2 separate regions of the Ovis aries genome follow, and region 2 is linked to region 1. The links are chromatin contacts, called in public Hi-C maps. All regions are on one chromosome and are shown on one strand. The core of a region is the stretch at or near the end of the contact, and the rest is flanking DNA. Distances in the headings are between cores, read along the strand shown.

The links. Hi-C and Micro-C count contacts between places; a contact is called where the count stands out from the background.
Region 2: a Hi-C map of mixed tissues shows a contact between it and region 1, with 3 times the contacts expected there. The contact joins two enhancer-like sites. A contact is called at or near these places in 8 of 16 Hi-C or Micro-C datasets (hypothalamus, liver, mixed tissues and 4 more).

What each region holds. Positions count from the first base shown.
Region 1 is chr11:35,546,811-35,550,647 of ARS-UI_Ramb_v3.0, forward strand. No RefSeq gene overlaps it. Among named protein-coding and RNA genes, the nearest start is that of TOB1, 75 kb to the right of the region's middle. Within about 2 kb of position 2,006, at least 26 of the 54 cell types and tissues checked have an H3K27ac peak or open chromatin away from gene starts, as enhancers often do.
Region 2 is chr11:35,701,661-35,705,497 of ARS-UI_Ramb_v3.0, forward strand. No RefSeq gene overlaps it. Among named protein-coding and RNA genes, the nearest start is that of ANKRD40CL, 11 kb to the right of the region's middle. Within about 2 kb of position 1,756, at least 5 of the 54 cell types and tissues checked have an H3K27ac peak or open chromatin away from gene starts, as enhancers often do.

The DNA.
Region 1 (3,837 bases), core at 756-3,255:
TCACAGTCTCAAGTGAAAGGGGTAGGTCGGTGGGTCATAGGGAGACCTCACGAGCCCACAAGCGGAATGGCGAGTGCCCATTTCCCACAGAACTCACCTGCTGAGACAGTAGGCTTCTGCCGGAGCCTGCGTTTTCCTTGTTGAAAGGGTTTGCAGGTGAGCACCAGACTGTCCAGAAAGATCTCATGTGAGGGACAGAATATGTGCCCACTCTACCTCCGCCCACCGTCAGGTATATCCCAGACCAGGAAAAGGCCTCAGCAGAGAAAGGTTCCTTGCAACATGCATGAACTAGGCCCAGTCCTGGGATCTTCAAATGCATTGCTTCCCTCAATATTTAGGACAGCTCTGAGGCAAGGGTTCCCCTCTTTGGACAAAGGCTCTTTGTCCAGGGCTTCTATCAACCTGGGCACTGGTGACTCTGGGTTGAAGAATTCTCTGTCGTGTGGTCGTTCTGTGCATCGTGGGATATTTAGTAGCAATCCTTGGCCTCTACCCACTAAATGCCAGGAGAAGATGCACACGCCCCCTCCCAAGTTATAACAACCAAAACTGTCTCCGGGCATTGCCAGATGTCCCTGGGAACAAAACTATCCCTGTTCCAGAGCCACTGTCTTAGACAGTAAGTGTCCAGGGGCCCTAGGATAGGCCTATGTTTGAACCTGGATCATCTGCTTTTCTTACAGCTGCTGCTTTGTGCAGAAAAGTCCCTTTTAAAACTTCCCAGAACAAGGCTCTCACCTTTCATTTCAATGAGGTTGTGGACTTCAGGTGCTCATTTGTGCCTTAATGGGAAGCCAGCTGAATTAGCTTGCCCCCTCCCTCTGACCCCCAAACCAAGGTCGCTGGGGACTAGAGGTGGGGTGAGCATGAGTTGGGAGAGGGATGTGAGGGCAGGGTTGCAAGAGGAAGAGCTTGCCCTCCTTGGACCTCTGCTGTGTGCCTAGCGGCCCCAGGGAGGCAGCTAGGCCAGGCCAACCCGACCAGCCTTACTCAGCCACTGGACGTGACCTGTAGTTGTCTCATCCCAGAGAATATTTGCTGTGGCTGCATGACCTCAACACTTACCAGGAATACCTGCCCCTAAAGAAGGTGAACTCAGAAGGTGGCCTTTGGTTCTGGGTTTAGAACATGGTGATGGGTGCAATGGAAGAACTTCAAGACTTCAGGAACTTCTACTCAGCCTGCACTGTAGCAAGCTGTGAAGACGCCTAGAACTCAATTGCAGACATCAGCTCTCATTTCAGCCTCTGACCTCAGTTTACTTGTTTACCCTGGAGAAATTGGACTGGATGGATGATCTCTCATAATTCACATGCATTGAGCATTTCCTATGTGACAGATTCTTTATGTATATTCTGTCATTTAATTTCTGCAATGCTCTTTGAGGTGGAAACTGTAATTATTATCCTCATTTTACAACTGAGGAAGCTGAGCTCAGAGAAGATAAGTAACTTGCTCAAGGTCACACAGCGAGTAAGTGGAGGACCAGTCATGTACCCAGGTCTGGCCCAGAGGCATGTTGAGAATGGTGGTTGCTCAGGTGAGAGGCCCACTCATTGGGGCAGTGGCCATAAGTACCAGGGAGAGGGTTGTTAGAGTGACCTGCAGAGCAAGGAGGGGCAGGACCAGGTACCCAGCCCAGTGTGGGGAGCCGTGGAAGATGACTCGGAGGTTTGAGGTTCAGAGCCTGAAGGACTGGGAGGGTGATGATGCTTTTAATAGAAACAGGGAAGTCAGGAGGAGGAACAGGTTCAGGGCTAGCAGATGAGCACATTCTTAGACATGTTGGAGCTGATTTGCCAACAGTAGGACCTTCTAGGCCAAGATCCAGCCACAGTTCAATCAGGAAAAATCAGCACATCCAAAAATACTTCAAAATGCCAACAGCCCTCTTGCCAAAATCAAATCCCTAAACCTTGCACACCCTGGAGCTCCCCAGCCACTGCTCCGGGCTGAGCTCAGCGTCAGCTCTGCAGTAACCCAAGTCCCACGCTGGCCACTGGGGGTCACCACTGGTGCACAGACCACAGTGCAGTTGCCCAGGGCTTGCCTGCTATAGGGGCAACCTTGGGGGGCAGACATCGGGTTTTAGGGAGCCAGCCCCCTGGAAGGGAGGGCAGAGTTCTCTTCCTCCTTTTTAGGTGTGGGAAGGAGAGGGGCTCACAAGATACTGAGCTGCTGCTTCTCCCCAATTCCCCAGGCATTGGCAATGCCATGTCACAGAAATTTCTGATTAACCTCCAACCAGATACAGTTCATCTTAGAACCGGGAAGAGGGGGAGGCAGTGGACCCCCTTCCCTGTATGGACACCGGGCTCTTGGAGCCTGGCCCGGAAGACGCCATGTCCAAGGCGCCAGAGCGGCAGAGCCCAGGGAACAGGATCCCAGCTGATCCAAAGTGCCTGTCTCCCCTGACATTTGCGTCAGCAGCTCTGCCCTTTGACTTTTAATTCCTGGGAGTGAAGGGTGGAGGCAACCTTGGCGATCAGGACTAATTATATGCAGTCCGATTGAACCAGTGGTTTATTGGGGTTTGGCATGGTTACCTGTACTCTTCTTTGCCTCCAACCCCCAGGTTTATGGCCTTGGTCTCCTTCAGAAGCTGGGAAGAAAGGAAGGCAAGAGTGCTTCTGCCTGGGAGGCACCTAATTCCCCTGTCTCCTGAGCCTCCTGATCTCAGTGCAACTTGTGGGAAGTGACGCCTATAAAACCACTGAGAGACCCCCAGATGGAGGCGGTGTCCCCATGCTCACACCCAGCCCAGGCCCTGCACCCCCTTAGCCCGCCTCCAGCTCTAATCAGGACTTGTTAAGACATGTTCCAGGGCCATGGCCAGGCCAGGAGGCACTGCCTCCCAGCTGCTCTGGGGCTCGGGGCTCAGAAGAGGAGGGGGTAGGGTAGGCATCTTGAAGCTGACATGGTTCCTCAAGCCCCAAGCCCCCTCTGGTGTCCTGTGTCCCTCTATATTTGGCCTTGGCATTACCAACGTGCCCTCTCTGAGGGGCAGGCAGCCAGCCTAACCCATGACGTCTCCTCCAGGGCCTGGGCTATTTTGGAACCAGCCTTGAGAGGGCTGGGGAAGGCAGGGGTGAAGTTTAAGGGAATATTTGCACCTGTCTCTGGATCACAGAAGAGGCTGAGGGTGTGTGGCATAGAGAACTGGCCCTGAGGCCTTTCTCAGAATTCCCTGTACAGTTACTCAAATACTCCTTTTGCTCAAGTTTCCTGGGGATGCCTGGGCTGTGGGGCTGAATCTGGGCAGGAACCCCACCCGTTCCCTTTTCCCCCTGAGTTTTTCCAGCTGTTCAGATATTATCCCTCAATTAAAAAACAACTTCTATGTCTGGTCCCACCAAGAACTAAGAGCTAGCTCAGTGGTTCCCAGTCTTCAGATTTCTCAGGTCAGTAATATTTCCAAAACAACAATTTAGGATCTGATCTGGTCACCAGTTTTTCATTTTGCTGAGTTAAGGACTTTAAAAGGAAATGTCAAAGGAAAAGTCCTTTAAGACACACACATACACACAGGAAAATACACAACTCAGGTAAGAGGACAGTCCTTCAGACTGATGAAAATCTTTATGAAAACCTCATTATATTGTCCTTATTTTTCTCATTTTCCCACAGGCAGATGAGAACACGGCAACAGCTGGCATTGGGCTCATGTTCTAGGAACTTCTGCTCCCTTCCACTCCTCTGCTGGGCCCAATGCCAAGGGCAGCAGCGACCCCTCCCAGCACCTCTCTCCAGCACTCTCCAGCAGCCCTTTTGCTTCTTTACATCTTCCCCCCACCCCATCCCAGCCCCCAATATTTGCAGGAGGGGAGGATGGGG
Region 2 (3,837 bases), core at 506-3,005, 150 kb after region 1:
AAAATTCCATGAGGACATTCTGGAATATTCTGAGATGGCCAAAAAAAAAGAGGTAAATCTATATAGCTGCTATTCTTCTTCAGGGGCAATTCTGCCTCCCAGGCAGGGAACATTTGACAACATCTAGAGAACCTTTTACTTTTTAATCATATGGTGGAGGGTGTTACTGGTGGGTGGCAGCCAGGGATGCTACTCAACATCCTATAGCACACAGGACTGCGCCCCAGTAGGGAACAATCTTGCCCTGAAGATCAATAGTGCCAAAGCTGGGAAACCCTGCTGCTGCTTCCTAGTGGCTCAGTCATGTCCGACTCTTTGTGACACTTCAGACTGTAGCCTGCCAGGCTCTTCTGTCCATGGGACTGTTCAGGCAAGTAGACTGGAGTAGGTTGCCATTTCCTAGTATACAGTAACATGGAGAAATACCCACAGTGATTCGTTCAATTCGGAAGGAAGTTCAGAACCACATTTATAGCATGAGACCACTTTTCTCCCTAAATATATTTATGCTGGTGTACACATAGAAAAAACACTGGAAAATTCATACCATGAGTTTACTCATGCTCATTTACTCAAAACTCTTTTATTCATTCAACGAACATTGGGTACCCCAAAGCAACAAGCCCTGGTCTCTCCGGTGTGCTAGACACTCATCAGGGAACCAGGCAGTAGACACCCCTGCCTTTGTGGGAACTCTGGGGATTCCTGGAAGGTGCACAGGCATGGGGAAACTAACAAGACGGCGCCAGTCAGGCTCTCTCGCCTTGTGTTCTATAAGCAGTGACTTTGCAGTTATGTAAAGCTGAGACCGCTTACAGCTCTGCACACGCATGTCACGAGGTACTCGCTTGGTCACAGGCTACTTCTCTAGACGTGTGGCTTGAGAAGGCTACTTCTTGAGATGTATGAGCTTCATCATGAAAGCCCTGGCTGCTGCTGCACCGGGGCTACGCTGGAGTGGCATCGTGGTTATGTTATGGCTGTGTTACGGTTGCCATGCCAGCCAGGAGAGAATAAACATATCTGCAGTTCCTACAGCTCCGCAAGACTCCTTCCAGATTCTTAGCTTGCACCTTGCCTACCCTGGGTTCCGCGAACAGTGCAGACAGTGTAAAGAGGATCAGCGGTAAACGAGGAAAACTGAATTTTTTACTTTCTATGCTTTTGAGGGTTTGTTTTTTTTTTACTTCTTTTTTAATCAAAAGCATTATATTGCTTTGTAAATAAAAAGCAACAAATACCAGAGGTTTCTGTGGAGAGAAAACGGCAGCAGCGTCTGCAAGCCAAGGCCCAGGCAGGGCATGGCAGCAACGGCCTTATAAGAGTGAACCTGCCCCGGGGCCTGCCGTGCACCTGCCGCCCGGGCATGGGCACCAGTGGCTCCAAAGCTTGGGGCCTGTGGCCCTTCGCCTTGGGGCAGGGAGGTCTTGCCCTGGAGGTCGCTGAGCAAACTTCGGCGCAACTGTGAGGCCCAAGTTTTGCCCCTCTTTGTATTCATGGGCCACAGCTCCATGGTCTACGACAAGGATGGGATCTGGCTCACGAATTCCTTGAGGAGACAATTGTCAGCAAGAACAGGCAGAAGCAGGCCAAACTGAGGCGGGTGAATTAAGAACCTGATTCCTCAGGGCACCGTGAAACTGGATTCATCCCTGTGGATTTCCCTGTGAACTTCTGTGAGGTGTGAGCCTAGGGCAGTGACAGGCGTAAACACCTCCTGCCCCAGCAAGAAATCCCCAAGCTCAAGGTGTGGCTTCGACTGAGGAACCTAGACTGGGGCCACAACCATGAATAAATTCCACTGGCCTGGAACCTTCAGCTGTGAGCAGGGCTGTCCTAAACGCTGGTTGGCTCTTGGTTGTATGTGGACCAGAGGTGACTGGTAGCTGGCGAGGGCTGATGGCAGAATTACCAGTCCACCTTTCCCAGCAATCCCTACAAGGAGCATGGCAGGGCACATGCTAGTCAAGAATGTCTGGTTCCTGTGCCCTTGCCTGGCCTGCATTCTTCCCAGCCCGCTAGGGCCCAGCCTTGCTGGAGACTACAGCACTTTACAAGCAAGGTCTGCCTTTTTCCAGCCCCAGGGCTATGGGAGCTGTACACAAGTGGAAACTTCCTTTCCCTCACTGCCTTTACTCTCTTGTTGGAGCATTTCAATTGTTTGCTACCTCCATTACTCCAGTGTTGGACAGAAGCTGGGGGCAGAACAAGCCTGATTCTTCCTGCCTACCTGCCCATTTGTTCCCAGCCCCAGATGAATGGACAATTTGCTGACTGTTAATAAGAGGAGGGACTGGTGTAGGTTTCTCCCTCTACCCAGAACTGGGATGATCCCTCCCCACTGCAACTAGTTGTTACCCCCCACCCCAAGTTGAGAGGGCATAGAAGGGAGACCAGGAAGGATTCTGGATGCCTGTGCCCCATCTCACCCGCTGCGTCTAATCCTCCTTGCCTTTATACATCCTCAACCCTTTGGTAAGGCACAGCACCTTAGGGCTGGTGCCAGTAGCTCTGAGGAGCCCACAACCCCTTTCCATTTGGTATGCCCATCCTTTCAGGATCAGTCAAGACAAAAACACTGGAGCTCTGTGTAGGGGCAGAAAGGAGAGAACAACCATAAAAGGAATACTTAAAATGTAAAAGCTTGCAAATAGCCTGTAACTGATCTAGTCCATGATGTTGTTGGGGCAAAGTCTGACTTCTAATTCCTTTTTTTTTTTTTTTTTGGTTGATGTCTCTTTTTTTAGTTTTTTATTTTTTAAATTTTAATATCTTTAATTCTTACATGCGTTCCCAAACATGAACCCCCCTCCCACCTCCCTCCCCATAACATCTCTCTGGGTCATCCCCATGCACCAGCCCCAAGCATGCTGCATCCTGCGTCAGACATAGACTGGCGATTCAATTCTTACATGATAGTATACATGTTAGAATGTCATTCTCCCAAATCATCCCACCCTCTCCCTCTCCCTCTGAGTCCAAAAGTCCGTTATACACATCTGTGTCTCTTTCCCTGTCTTGCATACAGGGTCGTCATTGCCATCTTCCTAAATTCCATATATATGTGTTAGTATACTGTATTGGTGTTTTTCTTTCTGGCTTACTTCACTCTGTATAATCGGCTCCAGTTTCATCCATCTCATCCGAACTGATTCAAATGAATTCTTTTTTACGGCTGAGTAATACTCCATTGTGTATATGTACCACAGCTTTCTTATCCATTCATCTGCTGATGGACATCTAGGTTGTTTCCATGTCCTGGCTATTATAAACAGTGCTTCGATGAACATTGGGGTACATGTGTCTCTTTCCATTCTGGTTTCCTTGGTGTGTATGCCCAGCAGTGGGATTGCTGGGTCATAAGGTAGTTCTATTTGCAATTTTTTAAGGAATCTCCACACTGTTCTCCATAGTGGCTGTACTAGTTTGCATTCCCACCAACAGTGTAGGAGGGTTCCTGACTTCTAATTCCTTACTGTGCAAACTCTGTGCTTTAAGTTAGTGTGAGAAATGGCTTGGGGAGGGTAGTCCTCAATCTAGGAAGGCTGTTGGGTTATTTGTTCAATAAAATTATTTGTAGACCCTGAAAAAAAACAAAACAAATACTACAGATATTAACCAGCACATAGACACACATGTGAAGAAAGGAATCAGGGCAGCAAGAGTCACAGCTCACAGCAGCAGGTAGGCTGGGCAGGTGATGGGACTCTCAGCCTCCTGCCTGCCTGAGTCTCCGGAAGTGAGGAAGACACCCCCAAACCTGAGAGAAACAAAAGCAGCAGCAACATCCTAGGCAGAAGCCCCACAGACAGCAGACAGGATTCTTGTGCTGTGCTC